Regions from separate parts of the Sus scrofa genome. Here all the other regions are linked to region 2. A link is a contact called in public Hi-C data. All regions are on one chromosome and are shown on one strand. Each heading gives the region's core, a stretch centred on a gene start, on an enhancer-like site or on the middle of the called end of the contact. The rest is flanking DNA. Distances are from core to core; before and after follow the strand shown. Region 1 holds the start of RSPH6A (radial spoke head protein 6 homolog A). Region 2 holds the start of SNRPD2 (small nuclear ribonucleoprotein D2 polypeptide). Region 3 holds the start of DMPK (myotonin-protein kinase).

Region 1 (5,014 bases), core at 1,116-3,615, 97 kb before region 2:
ACACGGGCTTGAGGCAGAGCGCCAGGCTTTGCCGCTTTCCAGCCTACCTGGCTCCCTACCCTGAAGGAGCCACGATGCAGAGAGCAAGCTCTACCAAGACGGCCAGCTCCTTTCCCCTGCCCTCTGCTGAGGCACTGCAGCGCTCTAGGGGTCACTAGGTCAGATGGCTACAGGGTGGCAACATGATGAGTGAGGGCTCTTGGGTGATAGGCACAAGCAATAGACTTCAGGGGTTGCACATCCCAGGAGAGGCGCGGCTGCCTCTTTCCCCCCAGCACGGTGCCCCCAGCCAGGAAGCAGGGCTGAAATATGCTCCCATTTTTCAAGAGAAGTTAGAAATGATTTTTAGAAATACCACCATGAAACAAATCCCATCCACAAGTCTTCAGACTGGATTCAGCCCACAGGTTGCCACTTTGCAACATCTGGCTTTGCTGCCTCTAATCCATAGAGGTTAAGTGCCGATTCAGACAGGCCTGGGTTCAGATGTCAGTTCTGCCCCTTGGTACCTTCCCTGGGCGACCCTGGGCAAGTCCCAGCGTCTCCCTGGGCTTCATGTGTTTGGCACGGCTAATTTCGCCCTCCTGTGGTGGCTGTGAGAATGAACTGAGGTGGTGCCATCTTGGCATGGTTTTGCTCCCAGTTTCTGGGGGTGGCTAGCTGCCTGCAGGCGCCCTCACGAGTGCTCCCTCCCTGCCTGGTCCAGGTGTGGAAGTATCCCAAGGTATGGGAGGGCTTCATCAAGTGCTGTCAACGCACCAAGCCCCAGAGCTTCCAGGTCATCCTGCAGCTCCCACCCCAGCAGTTGGGTGCCGTCTTTGACAAGTGCCCCGAGCTCCGGGAGCCCCTTCTGGCTCATGTCCGCTCCTTCACCCCCCACCAGGTACCCTAGGGTGTGAGGTGGGTGGCCCCCTGGGTCTGGCCCTGGGGGACTGGGTGGGGTGGGCAGAGGGGCACCCAGTATTTCCACAAAGGACTGGGGCTCTGGAGGGTCAAGGACACCAAAGATGGGGGGCGCTGTCTATGGGTCACAGCTGCCCACAGCGCCCCCATTCTGTTCTTTCCCTAGCAAGCACACATCCCCAACTCCATCATGACCATTCTGGAAGCCAGCGGCAAGCAGGAGCCAGAGACTAAGGAAGCGCCTGCCGGGCCCCTGGAAGAGGTGAGGGCCTGCAGCCCCTTCCCCGAGCCAGAAAGGCCCCAGCCCCTCCGGCCCACTCCAGCCCTCTCTGCGGAGGCGCCTCCTGAAAGGGACTGGGGCCGGCAGACAGCTGCCCCTTACTCCCCGCGCCTGCCCTAGTGTCTGCCTCAGGATGGTTTCTGGCTTCTTTCCCACCATCCTCTTGAGAGCAGCCTGGGTCCTCGGTCCCACCCATCCTGAGCTGCTGTGTGTCCCTCCCCACCCCCAGGACGACTTAGAGCCCCTGGCCCTGGCACCGCCCCCGGCCCCCCGACCCCCTCAAGACCTCATCGGCCTGCGGCTGGCCCAGGAGAAGGCCTTAAAGCGGCAGCTGGAGGAGGAACAGAAACTGAAGCCTGGGGGAGTGGGAGCCCCCTCCTCGTCATCATCCTCTTCCTCGGCCCGGCCAGGCCCTCCCCAGCCAGAGGAAGCCATTGACTTCCGGGAGGAGGGCCCGGAGTGCGAGACCCCAGCCATCTTCATCAGCATGGATGACGATTCGGGGCTGACCGAGGCTGCGCTGCTGGACTCTAGTCTTGAGGGACCCCTGCCTAAGGTAGGGATAACAACCTTCGAGCACGAGAAACACCAGGGATCCGGGCTGACGTGTCTGTGCCGAGTGCCCAAGGCGGGGAGGGGGCAGGAAGGGTAAGGCCATCTTTGACCAGCTCCCACTTCTCCGGTCACTAGGAAGCCGCCATTGGATTGATTTCAAAGGAGGAGCGGAGCCCCCAGACCCTCACCCCTGCCCTAGAAGACATCGTTAAGACCCCCAGCCCCGCCGCCGAGGAAGCCGGGGAACCGGAGACCAAGGGGAACAGCTGACCAAGGGGAAGGGCTTGGTGGGGAGGGGGAGGGGGAGTGGGACTGGGAGCTCAGGAAGGGCGGCGGGGCGGGGCTTGGCCAGCCGGGCTTTGCCTCGAAAAATTAAAAAAGGAAGATCGCTGGTTTGGGCATGGGTGCAGGCCCTGTCTCTGCCGTCAGGTCAGCTGTGGGACTGCAGCAGCTCGTGGGCGCGCCCAGGAGCCTCCTGCAAGAAGGGAGGCCGCGCAGGCCTGGGACTGCGCCTGCGCAGAGGGCCGCTCCTCGCCCCGCTTCCCCGCGCGCCCTCCCCTGGTAACCGCCCGCCCCTCCCTCCTTGGCAACCGGCGTCTCTGCGGCTGTCAGGGTCGGAGGTACACCTATACGGCGGGCGACTGGTCTGGCCTAGCTGCGGGCCTTCCTCCCAGAGGTCCACGGTCCCGTTTAAACTATGGGGGACCCACCCCCCGACCCCGAGCCCCCGCCCCAGCCAAGCTCCAGCCATCGGGATTCTCAGGTCTCCGAGCAGCGGCGGCGACGCAGTCGGGAACCCTCTAGGCCCTCAGCCTCAGATGAGGTGCAGCAGATACCGCTTGACACGCGGATCCTGCGCAGCAGTCAGGAGATCCCGTCGAACCCGATGAACCTCCAGGGCTGGTCACAAGGGGCCAGCCTGCCTCCAAATGAGAACGCCTTGTTCCAGGCTGAGGAAGCCCAGCTGGGCGAAGTAGAGTACCTTTCCCCAAATACGGGCTTCCCCTCCGAGGAACAGCCCCGCACTTACCCGAGTGAAGACGGGCTCTGGGCTCACAACGCCAGTCTAATGCTGCAGCAGCTACGTCAGGGCAAAGGCAGCCTCTTCCAGCAAGTGGAGGCTGCCTATCAGGAGCCTCGGGCTGACCTCTTGGGCCAGTTCACCATGTACCAGAGAGAAGACCTGCAGTTCAGCCAGGGTGCCCAGCATGGGCCCTACATCAGGGATGACCCTGCCCTCCAGTTCTCCCCCTCTGAGCTGGGATTCATGCCCTTCAACATAGAGGCGCCTGAGCCGGAACCTCGGGAGCTGGCTGTGCAGAACGCCAAGGCCTACCTGCTGCAGACCAGCATCAAATGTGACCTCAGCCTGTGAGAGTGGGGCCCTGGAGTGGGGAGGGGATTGGACCCAGGTAGGGAGAGGCCCCAGCCAAGGCCCTTCCTCAGGTCTGGGGTCTCCTCAGTAAGGGGAGAACCAGCGACTACTCTGGAGGCATCTGACTCAGACTAGAAGTCAGGCCGTAAATACTAAAAGCCAGCATTTACTTAGCAGACATTGTGCCACCACTTCACACATCAACATCTGGTTCTCGCAGCTGAGATCAGTGCATCTTCTATTCCCATTTTGCATGAGAGGAAATTGAGAGAAATTAGGTCCTGTATCCAAAATAACACAGCTAGGATGTGACAGAGCCAGGATTTCAGCACAAGCGATTTGACTCCTGAGGCCCTGTTGTCTGTTTGCCAAGGTCACTTATCTGAAGTCATAACACCCTTCTCGACACCCCATCACATCCTCATGACGCTGACTCTGTAGTGGGCGAGTAGACTATATATAGTAAATTATAAGGTTATGATAAGAGCTAAGGTGAGCAACAAGGCAGAGTACTGAGGATAGGGCGAGCGGGTTACGTGGTGTGAGGTCAGGGAGGGCCTCTCGCAGATAATGACATTTGATCAGGGGCCTGAGGGTGGTGAGGGAGCACACCTTGCAGGTAACTGGAGGAAGAGTCTGGGGTATGGAACACAGCGAGCATAAAGGCTTCAAAACTTGTGTTTGAGGGACAGCAAGGAGGCTGGTGCGACTGGAACCAAGGGAGGAAGAGGGTGTGAGAGAAGATGAGTTTGGGAAGTAACAGGTCTCACTGAACCAAAACACTGACCCCTATCCCTCCTGTGCTCAGAGCCTGCCATGGCTCACCAGTGCCCTCAGGAGAAGAAGGTTCATTCTTCTCTTACAGGCCCTATAGAATTCAACCCCAGAGTTCCGTCGTGGTGCAGCGGAAACGAATCCAACTGGAAACAGTGAGGTTTTGGGTTCGATCCCTGGCCTCGCTCAGTGGGTTAAGGATCAAGCGTTGACATGAACTGTGGTATAGGTAACAGACATGGCTTGGATCCCACATTGCTGTGGCTCTGGTGCAGGCCAGCGCTACAGCTCTGATTGAACCCCTAGCCCGGGAACCTTTCCATATGCCTTGGGTGCGGCCCTAAAAAGCAAAAAAAAAAAAAAAAAAAAACAAGAATTCAACCTCTTCTCCCTCTCCAAACTTTATCTCTAGTCACTTCCTACCTCAGATCCTAGAATCTAGTCGAAATTCACATCCAGCTCTTCCCCAATATTACCCAGCACTGAGGAGCTTCAGGGTCCCTTACTGAAAAGCCCTGGTGAAAGTCTCACTTCTTACCCTTCCCAGTTCAGCCATGTCCCCCACCACACCCAAGACTGCTGCCAAAGGGTTTGCGCGCCAGGGAGGGTTAGGCCATACGTGCTTTGAAGTCAGGCCAGCTAAGTTTTTAAGTCCTGGCTGTGCTACCAGACTGTGAGACCTCATGACCTCAACTATTCCAAGCCACAGTTTCCTCATGTGGGGAATGGGCATAATTGCGCCTCAGATGTATGATTGTGAGACTCCAACATTGCCCTCAAGTGCCCAGCATGGTCCCTGACTCATGAATGGAAGCCATTAAGACACTGTTCTCCCACAACCCCTGTCCCTCCCTCTGCTCCATCCACACCGACCTCCTCCTCGTTCCTCCGGCATGCCAGGCACATGCTCAACTCAAGGCCTTTGTGCTGCATTCTCAACTGTATCATCTGCAAACCAGGGCAGTTTTGCTCCTTTCTTTTAAGGCTTTTACCTTTTCTTTCTTTCTTTTTTTCTTTTTTTTTTTTTTGTCTTTTTGCCATTTTATTGGGCTGCTCCCACAGCATATGGAGGTTCCCAGGCTAGGGGGTCCAATCAGAGCTGTAGCCACCGGCCTATGCCAGAGCCA
Region 2 (4,539 bases), core at 1,004-3,503:
ATGCAGAGCCATCAGGTTAACTCACAAATCGCACTTTGGTTTAATGGCTCTCTTGATATACTTCTGCTGGGTACCTACTAAGTGCCAGGCATGAAGCGACTCTGCCTCATGATGCCAAGACTAATCACAGCTCACCCTTCAAAGAGCACTCTGTGCCAAGCCCAGTTCCAGGAACCCTATGGAGGAGGGAGAGTCAATGGTTCCATTTTGCAGATGAGGAAACTGAGGCTCAGAGAAGTTAAGAAACTAGTCCAAGGTCACACTCCAAGTGGCTGAGGTGGATTTGAACTCAGGCAGTGTTCAAATGACTTTCAGTGCTTGCTGGGAGGCAATATAGAGATGTTACAGCACCAGTTCGGGAGCCAACTCTTTTGGGTTGAAACCCTAGGTATACCATTTATTAACTGTGGGATTTGGGCAAAATGCCTAACTCTTCTGAGCCTCAGTTTCCCCATCTACATTATGAAGATCAAGTTGGTACCCACCTCACAGGCCCGATGCTTATGCTTAGCATACTTTTGGTGGGGGCAGTACAGTCCTGGGGTTACCAAGAGAGAACTCTAGAGTCTGACCGAGCTTCAGCTCTTGGGCAGAATATCTATTTCCCATTCCTTGGTGGCTGCGGGGTCAGGGATTGGAGGTGGGGCCCTTTACCTTTCTGACTTGGAGATTGCCCGGACTGCCCGGGGTCCGCACAACCAGCAGGGGGCGCAGATAAGTGTGCCAGAGACGGTGCGGGTCCAGTCGCCCCACCACCCTCCGAAGCCCGGCTTCGGGGAGGCTTCCGAGCCCCGGACCCTTGGGAAAGAGGTGGGAAAGAGAAGAGCAGAGCGTGAAAAGCACCCTCATTTCAACTCTACCCCGGGGGCTGTCATCCCTAAAAAGCCCCGGCTCCTCTTCCTAATGGCAGATTCCAGCATCAGAGGTTTCTAGGATAAATCCTAGACTCGGGAAAGTCTACCCAAGCCCATCCGGTATAGCCCACCGCAATCCTGATGGGAGAAATCGAAGCCCAACGAGAGGAAGAGACTTCCAAACAGCTGACTTTAGGATTAGAACCCAGAACTCCCAGGCTTACTACTCCAGACCCTTCCTCTTACGGTGCAACCGCTATTATAGAAAAAGCCCGAAGCCTCATTGCATTGGAAAGGGGCATGCGCTCTAACGACGAAGATCGCGGCACCTGCGGCTAGGGCCCCACGATAACGATAAAGCCACGTCAACCTGAGACTTTGAGGAGGGGGAGGCGGGGAATAAGGGCTCCCCTGTCCCCGTCCGGCCTCACCCGCATCTCCCGGCCCAGAGGCAGCTCCTCAGTCTGGCGGTGCCAGCCGCTCCAAATGGTATAGAACACCGAGGCCACCGCCAGCGCCAGCAACAGCAGGGGCAACAGCTGCGCCCGCGGTAGCAGGCGGCGCTTGGGCGGTGAGGGTGGCTCCAAAAGGCCGCGTTCCCCAAGCCGTAGCCGGGGCCGCCCGCGGCCCCCTGAACGCATGGCAGCTTCGCCCTGAAACCGGTCGGGGACTGCGGATGGAGTTTAGGCCAGCCAAGTCCCACCCCATGGAATCACCGGACCAATAAGCAACAAGAGCGGCTGCACCAACCCACCCTTCAGCAAGCAGTAAAGCCAATGGGGACTTTCGTACTGAGGACACGCCTCCCTGTCTCCCTGAAGCTTAAGGGTTGGTTCCCCTGAGGGTTGCACAACCCAAAAGGGAGCGCGAAAGAGGTAGGCACCGCCTCAGCGGAAGAGGGGAAGCCAATGAGAAGCATTTGATCCTAGAAAACAGCCGACCTCCTGGGCGCGGGTCCACGCCCCTCCCGGATGTAAGCAAAGGATTGGTTATTCCAAGTCCAAAGGATTAACAAACACATAAACGGACGGTCCCCTAAGTAGAAGAGGAGGTATCCATCCCTGAAGCGAGGAGCCGATTGGCTTCGTGGATGCCGCGCCCCCGAAGGCAGGGCCGGCGGGCATTTGGAAATGGCTTGTCCTTTCCCTCCTTCAACCTGTGCGGTTCTACAACGAAATGGTTTGAATAAGTCCTGCTTTCTCTTCCTCTCCATCGTCAATATCTGCCCGGTACAGTCCTGAATGGCCTCAAAGTAGTACGTAAGAGTTTTACCCTACAGCCGCCTGTGGCGAGCAGAGATCGCTATGGCAACAGGCCACGCCCCACCCACTAGCTGTGTTTGCGCAAGCGCCCACGGAAGTGGGCCTCAGGAAGCGGAAGTCCCGCCCTTCTCGCTCCTTTCAGAGGGCGAAGAAGCAACGCGGAGACGGTGGTGACTGGAGTGCGCGGTCGCGACAACTACTGCCACCGCCATGTGAGGCCGGGCTAGGCTTAGGTGGCAGGAGTGGGTTGAGGGTGTAAATCTGGCCACTTGCCGGTGGAAGGGGGTGGGCAGAGCCTGGGGCGGAAGCAAACATTTTCGGGGTAAAGTGGCGTACGTTACCGATGAGTTTGAGAACAGATGTGGGGCCTTTTTCGGATCCTGACTTTAGGAGCAGGAGCAGCTTTATCAGATAACGGGCTGGGCTTTCCCAAATAATTAGTCTTACTGAAGCGAATGTTAAGGGGAAGCGATGTACGAAAATGGAACCTGGGAGAGGGGAGTACGGACATGTGGGGAAGAACGATTTGAAGTGAGGATCTTATCAGGGTAATTTGAGCTGGAGACGGTTAGCCTTTTGACCTTATTCGTCGTTATCATGGGTCTCGAGTTATCGGAAGGATTTTACTTACGTATTCATGCAACAATTATTTATTGAGTGTTCATATGTCAGGCTTCTTTAGACACAGAATATGTTAGTGAATTACCCCACTCCCCCAAGGGAAAAAATTCCATTTTGCATTTTATGGGTTGGGTTGAGCCAGGCAATAAATGTAAAGGTAAAATATATGGTGTGTTAGGTGACCGGGGCTATGAATGAAGAAACAGTAGAGCAGGGTAAAACAATGTGGAATGCCAGTTTTGAGAGACAGGACACATGAAGAAGGGAGCAACTGGAGCAGAAAGCTGGAGAAAGTGAGCGCACAAAGATATTTAGGGACGTATCCAGGTAAAGGGGGAAAAGCAAATGCAGAAGCCTAAGAAGAAAGTTGCTGAAAATCTTCCAAGACACCCCTCTGGATGGAACGGAGTGAGAGAAGGCAGCGGATAAAGGGTTTTTACTTTCTACATTGAGATAGGAGCCTCAAGAGAGTTTCGCAGAGTGAGATGATATGACTTGGACCTTGGCACCAACCAGAGACTGCTCTGTGAAGAGCAAACTTGGAGAGCATGGGTGGAGGTAGGGAGACCATTACGGCTCTAGGAGAGAGTCGATGGAGGTTAAGCCATGGTGAGAAGTGGTCAGATTCCGATATATTTGAGAGGCAGGGATGATGGGATTTGCCAGCAGATTGAATGTAGGATGTGAGAGTAAGAAGAGTCAAGTTGACGTTAGAGGTTTTGCTCAAAGACATAGCAAGATGGAGTTGCCATGGATGGAGACGAAGGCAGCTGTAGGTAGATTAAGTTTGGGGGTACCGCGGGGCCTGGTGTTCAGCCTAGGACGTGCAAGCTTGGAACTGTCTATTAGGCAGCTGTGTGGTGATGCTAAGAGAGAGGACTGAGCCGGAGGGTGGGTGTGTTGGGGAGACAGTGAGCGAGAGGGCATGACCACCCAGGCTCTGGCTCCAGGCCCTGTCACCTATGAGTTCCATACTTGCCCACTCAGGAGCCTCCTCAACAAGCCCAAGAGTGAGATGACGCCAGAGGAGCTGCAGAAGCGGGAGGAGGAGGAGTTTAACACGGGGCCGCTGTCCGTGCTCACACAGTCGGTCAAGAACAACACCCAAGTGCTCATCAACTGCCGCAACAACAAGAAGCTCCTGGGCCGCGTGAAGGCCTTTGACAGGTGAGCACCTGGGTCTGGGGAGGTGGTCTGTCCTGGCCTGGAGAAGCAGTCCCAGCTCTAGTCTGAGGAGCCTGGATTCTAGGTTTCTTAGAAGCCTGGGGCATAAGCGTCTGAAGGTGGGGTTCCTGTCATGTCTCAGTGGTTAACGAACCCAACCAGTATCCATGAGGACACAGGTTCGATCCTTGGCCTTCCTCAGTGGGTTAAGGATCCGGCATTGCAGTGAGCTGTGGTGTAGGTCGCAGGTGTGGCTCAGATCCCATGTCTGTGGTTGTGGTGTAGGCCGGCAGCGGTAGCTCCGATTTGAACCCTAGCCTGGGAACCTCCATATGCTTCCGGTGTGGGCTTAAAAAAAAGAGTGCCTGTTGTGACGGTCTCTGTTGTTCCTCCAGCTGTAAAGTTCAGCCATGGACTTGGGGGCCAGTCCTGGAATGATGTCCTGGCTCTGCCTCTTAGCAGCCGTGTGACATTCAGCAAGGGACCATATATCTCTTCCCTACAATGGCCGTAATCTTGATGGTTGCAAAGATTCAGTCACTTAATATATGTGAAGCACAGTCAGTCCTTAGGAGTAGCGCCCCCGGCACACGGTCTTCCTCATCAGTTTTCTCAGTTCGTGCACAGTGGCCTCTGCC
Region 3 (4,722 bases), core at 1,901-4,400, 68 kb before region 2:
CCTGGCCTGCGTCAGCCAGGACGGCTGCCTGCGCGTCTTTCACTTCGACTCCATGCTCCTGCGTGGGCTCATGAAGAGCTACTTTGGGGGCCTGCTCTGTGTGTGCTGGAGCCCCGACGGGCGCTACGTCGTGACAGGTGGTGAAGACGACCTGGTCACCGTGTGGTCCTTCACCGAGGGCCGCGTGGTGGCGCGAGGCCACGGCCACAAGTCCTGGGTCAACGCGGTGGCCTTCGACCCCTATACCACGCGGGCCGAGGAGGCCACGGCGGCCGGGGGCGACGGGGAACGGAGCGGCGAGGAGGAGGAGGAGCCCGAGGCCGCCGGCCCGGGCGGGGGCGCCCCCTTGTCCCCGCTGCCCAAGGCGGGCTCCATCACCTACCGCTTCGGCTCGGCCGGCCAGGACACGCAGTTCTGCCTGTGGGACCTCACCGAAGACGTGCTCTACCCCCACCCTCCCCTGGCGCGCACCCGCACCCTCCCCGGCACGCCTGGCACCACACCACCTGCCGCCAGCGGCTCGCGGGCTGGCGAGCCGGGCCCCGGCCCCCTGCCCCGCTCGCTGTCCCGGTCCAACAGCCTCCCACACCCGGCGGGCAGCGGCAAGGCGGGCGGCCCAGGCACGGCGGCCGAGCCGGGCACGCCCTTCAGCATCGGCCGCTTTGCCACGCTCACGCTGCAGGAGCGGCGGGACCGCGGGGCGGAGAAAGAGCACAAGCGCTACCACAGCCTGGGCAACATCAGCCGGGGCGGCGGCGGCGGGGGCGGCGGGGACAAGCCCAGCGGCCCCGCCCCCCGCAGCCGGCTGGACCCGGCCAAGGTGCTGGGCACGGCGCTGTGCCCTCGCATCCACGAGGTGCCGCTGCTCGAGCCGCTGGTGTGCAAGAAGATCGCCCAGGAGCGGCTCACGGTCCTCCTCTTCCTGGAGGACTGCATCATCACCGCCTGCCAGGAGGGCCTCATCTGCACCTGGGCCCGGCCGGGCAAGGCGGTGAGTCATCCCCGCCGACCCGGGACCCAGGCAGAGGCGGGCGCCGGCGGAGGGGTCTGTTGGCGTGGCAGCCTCCAGCCCTGTGGGGTGAGGGAAACTTGAGTGTCCCAGAACCAGACGTCTCAGAGTACCTTCTAGAATGCTTGGCAAGCCATGGTCAGCAGAGAGTGGATCCAGTGTAAGGGACTCCTGGGAGTGGTGGAGACCATGGCCAGCTACTGGCAGGGCTTCCTGTGGGCCCAGCCTGGCTGGCTCTTAGCGGAATGGTGACATTTTTTTTTTTTAATACTGTGGGTCAAGCTCTGTGGGCAGGATTGCACCTGTGGGTCTGGCTTCCAGACCGAGTCTCAGCCTCTTGGGATCCGAGTCCACTGCTGGAGGCATGAGCTGTGGAATTCAGCCTCAGGGCCCAGACTGGTACTTCTGCTCCCTCTGTGGCCTTGAGCACGTCGCCACCTCTTTATGACCTTTGTCACTTCTTTGGGAAACTTGAAGATGGGTAGTGGGCGGATGTGCCCATTTTCTGGGGTGGCTGTGGGGTTCAAAAAGGTCCCATTAGGTAAGGTATGGACCTCACGCCTTTTGACTTTGGAACTGTGGTCTCAGATATCTCCTCAGGGTTTGGGCTCAGGGGCCCAGGATGCCAGATCCGAGGGCTGTGCCTTGGTTCCCTGGAAGAGTAGTTTCGGGATTATAGGCTCCTGAATCCCTAGAACTTAAAGCACAATCTCCAAGGCAGGGCCTTTGGCATTTGGGGAATGTGGTAAATCCTGAAAGTGACCCCTCTGTCTCCCTAGTTCACAGACGAGGAGACGGAGGCCCAGACAGGGGAAGGAAGTTGGCCCAGGTCACCCAGCAAGTCAGTGGTAGAGGTAGGACTGTCCCTAAGTTCTCCCCCCCCAGAATCTCAGCGCCCCCCCCAGTCAGAAAAGGACCTCCGTTCCCCCCTCTCCTCCCTGCCTCCCCTCTCCCCCATCCTCTCTGCTCAGGATCACCCAAAGGCTTTAATTATTGTATAAAAGTGCCGCCTGCTGGCACTGAGATGTAAGTTCCCAGGCCTAGAGCAGCGGCTTCTGTCTGGGGGGTTCCAGGGCAGACTGAAGAGCAAGGCCAGGGTGGCAGCTCCCTCCCCTGGGGACTGTCGAGAGCCCGGCCCATGTGGTCTCTAACTCCCCGTCTCCCCTCTCATCTCCCCCAGGGCATCTCTTCCCAACCAGGCAACTCCCCCAGCGGCACAGTGGTGTGAAGCCGTGGATGTCGGGGAGGCGCTTACCCCACGCCCCCAGCCTCCTAGCTGTAACCCTCCCCGCTGACCTCATGGATCAACGTGTTAACAAGACTAACCATGACGGATGGACTGCTCCAGTCCCCCACTCTGCACAAATATGGGGGGCAAAGGGTCCCTCAGCCTGGCCCAGACACTGGGGGGAATGTAGTGACCCATGTGGCCTCAGCCTTGTCCCCACCCACTGCCAAGTACAATGACCCCTTCCTCTGAAACATCAGTGTTAGCCTCATCCCTGTCCCCAGCATGTGACTGGTCACTCCTGGGAGAGAAGCTCCCCATCCACGAGAGCCCCAGCTCTGCAGTGTGCCCCTCGGTCTGTGGGCAGGGCAGGGGGTGGCCTACTCCTCCCCTGGTCCCCGCCCCTGCTGTTGTTTGTGCTTTTGAAGAGTGTTAAATTATGGAAGCCCCTTGGGGGCACCCCCTCCCCCAGAACCTCTTATTTATACTAAAGTTCCCTGTTTTCACAGCGTCTCTGTTCCCTTCTGCAGAGGCGCGGAGGAAGTGTGTGTGTGCTTTCGCAGCAGTTCTAGAATCAACCCACTGTATCCAGAGGAAGAGCCTAGGCCCGGCCCCTCCTCCCCCCACCCCCTTTTGATGGCAGGAAACACTGAAGGCCAGAGGAGGGACACGCACCAGGCACTCGGCTGGTCCATTTGTCCCTGGCCACCCCCAGACAAGGCCCTTTGGATAGAGACAGGCGTCCCTGCCCCCCGTCCTCCCTTCAAAGTCGTCCTTAGCTTTAAAAGTTGGTGCCAAGTGTGCGAATGAGATAGCACGGGGGCCTACCCAGACAGGGTCCTTCAGACAGCTCCCGTGGTGCCCAGAGTGAGCGCGGCAGGCACCAGCCTTGGCCAAGCCCAGGTCTCCAGGGCCAGCCAGAGACCATGGTTCCCTTCGGGAAAACTGTCCACTCTGGAAGGGACAATGAAAATCCCTCCTGGCTGGCTCTCCGGAGCCTCAGGGACTGGTGTCTCCCCGCTCCGCCCTCCACCCCCCGAAATGTTTCTGTTTCTAATCCTAGCCTGGGCAGGAATGTGGCTGTGCGGCCAGAGTCCAAGGAGCTATTTTGGGGGCTCCTTTGCCTCCCCCAGGCTTTGTCCAGTTGATCACCCCTGGTCCTGGCTCCTGAGGGCCTCCCTTCCCGATTCTCTCACCACCCCTTCCCCACCTCCTGCCAAAAAAAAGTCAGCGTAAAGCAGAGGGCCTGAGGGCTAAATTTAAACCGTCCCAAAGTCTGAATCCCTGGCTGAGTCACCCGCAAAGCTGCCCTGGCCTCCTGCCTCCCTTCCCCAGGCCTCAACCCTTTTTCTTCCCTCCCAACTCCAGAGCTTGGGAGGGGTGTCACCAGATCACTCTGAGCCTCAATTGGTCCCCTCTGGGAAATGGGAGGGCTCATCCTTGGCATCTGTATGGTATTCCACTGGGCTCCGCCTTTTCTGGCGGAGGGGAGTTTGAGGGTTGAGATTCTCTAACCCCCCCCCCCATCTGACACTGAAGCATTCCGAGGGGCCTGGAAGGAGGGAGTTGGGGGGGCCTGGCTTGTGAGGGGTTAAGGCTGGGAGGCTAGAGGGGGCTGGACCAAGGGGTGGGGAGAAGGGGAGGAGGCCTTAGCAGCCAGCAGAGAGAAGTGGCCAGAGAGGCCCAGGGGACAGCCAGGGACAGGCAGACATGCGGCCAGGGCCCCAGGGTCTGGACGGGGCCTTCCAGGCCCCATGACAGGAGGACCTTGAGCCCCCCGCCCGGGGAGGGGGCCATGGTGCTGCCTGCCCGTCATGTCAGCCGAGGTGCGGCTGAGGCGGCTTCAGCAGCTGGTGCTGGACCCCGGCTTCCTGGGGCTGGAGCCCCTGCTTGACCTTCTCCTGGGTGTCCACCAGGAGTTGGGCGCCTCCGACCTGGCCCAGGAGAAGTATGTGGCCGACTTCTTGCAGTGGGGTGAGTGCTTACCTTTGTGGGAACCCCACGTTGAGGGCAGGAGGCAGGGCAGAGGGAGAAGGCGGGTCTGGGTGCAGGGACTGATTTTGGATGCAGGATGGGCATGGGGAAAGCCTCCCACTGAGGGGCCCAGCATCTGGGCCTGGGTCTTGGGGTGGCACATTTCTCCCCAGTGCCACCCTGGCCGGGCAGAGTGGGGTCACCAGAGGGCAGGCAGCCATGACTCAGAACCATGAGTTGGGAGCCATGGTAGGCTGGACTGGGCACAGTCTCTCCTGGTCCCCCAGCACCCCCTCCTTGAGCCGAGGCCTAGGGACAGATGGGGAACCCTGTTTCCTAGGACTCCCCCCCACCACCAAAATAGGCTCTATAGCCCTCCACCCTGGTTTCCCTGAGCGTAGGGGCAAGCAGAGGGGACAGCGCGGGGCAGCTGCCAGGGGTGTGGCCGGCCGGCAGGTGTTCGGCGCCAGCTTCTCCAGCTGTTCCAACAGGTGCCCAGGCCCTGGGAGGG

Evidence for each region. A called contact is a pair of places that touch in the nucleus more often than the background predicts.
Region 1: a Hi-C map of fetal skeletal muscle shows a contact between it and region 2, with 2.6 times the contacts expected there. The contact joins the promoter of RSPH6A here to the promoter of SNRPD2 in region 2. A contact is called at or near these places in 10 of 47 Hi-C or Micro-C datasets (blood, embryonic fibroblasts, epiblast stem cells and 6 more) and 1 of 2 datasets of contacts at active chromatin or transcription factors (skeletal muscle).
Region 3: a contact with region 2 is called in a Hi-C map of heart right ventricle, with 7 times the contacts expected there. The contact joins the promoter of DMPK here to the promoter of SNRPD2 in region 2. A contact is called at or near these places in 11 of 47 Hi-C or Micro-C datasets (blood, embryonic fibroblasts, fetal heart ventricle and 5 more) and 1 of 2 datasets of contacts at active chromatin or transcription factors (skeletal muscle).

Annotation. Positions count from the first base shown.
Region 1 is chr6:52,136,534-52,141,547 of Sscrofa11.1, reverse strand. It overlaps RSPH6A (radial spoke head protein 6 homolog A), which reads left to right and starts at 2,365. Exons shown (of 5, transcript XM_021094594.1): 1 at 2,365-3,109. The coding sequence starts at 2,436. SYMPK (symplekin) reads left to right here. Exons shown (of 27, transcript XM_005664608.3): 24 at 707-883; 25 at 1,070-1,165; 26 at 1,413-1,739; 27 at 1,874-5,014. The coding sequence ends at 2,008.
Region 2 is chr6:52,040,188-52,044,726 of Sscrofa11.1, reverse strand. SNRPD2 (small nuclear ribonucleoprotein D2 polypeptide) reads left to right here and starts at 2,253. Exons shown (of 3, transcript NM_001243653.2): 1 at 2,253-2,328; 2 at 3,725-3,904. The coding sequence starts at 2,327. QPCTL (glutaminyl-peptide cyclotransferase like) reads right to left here and starts at 1,525. Exons shown (of 7, transcript NM_001243636.1): 1 at 1,286-1,525; 2 at 655-798. The coding sequence starts at 1,495.
Region 3 is chr6:52,109,250-52,113,971 of Sscrofa11.1, reverse strand. DMPK (myotonin-protein kinase) reads left to right here and starts at 3,150. Exons shown (of 14, transcript XR_002344695.1): 1 at 3,150-4,211. It overlaps DMWD (dystrophia myotonica WD repeat-containing protein), which reads left to right. Exons shown (of 6, transcript XM_021094582.1): 4 at 1-991; 5 at 1,789-1,863; 6 at 2,190-2,747. The coding sequence ends at 2,237. It overlaps LOC110261014 (a long non-coding RNA gene), which reads right to left and starts at 3,193. Exons shown (of 2, transcript XR_002344699.1): 1 at 3,066-3,193; 2 at 1,260-1,523.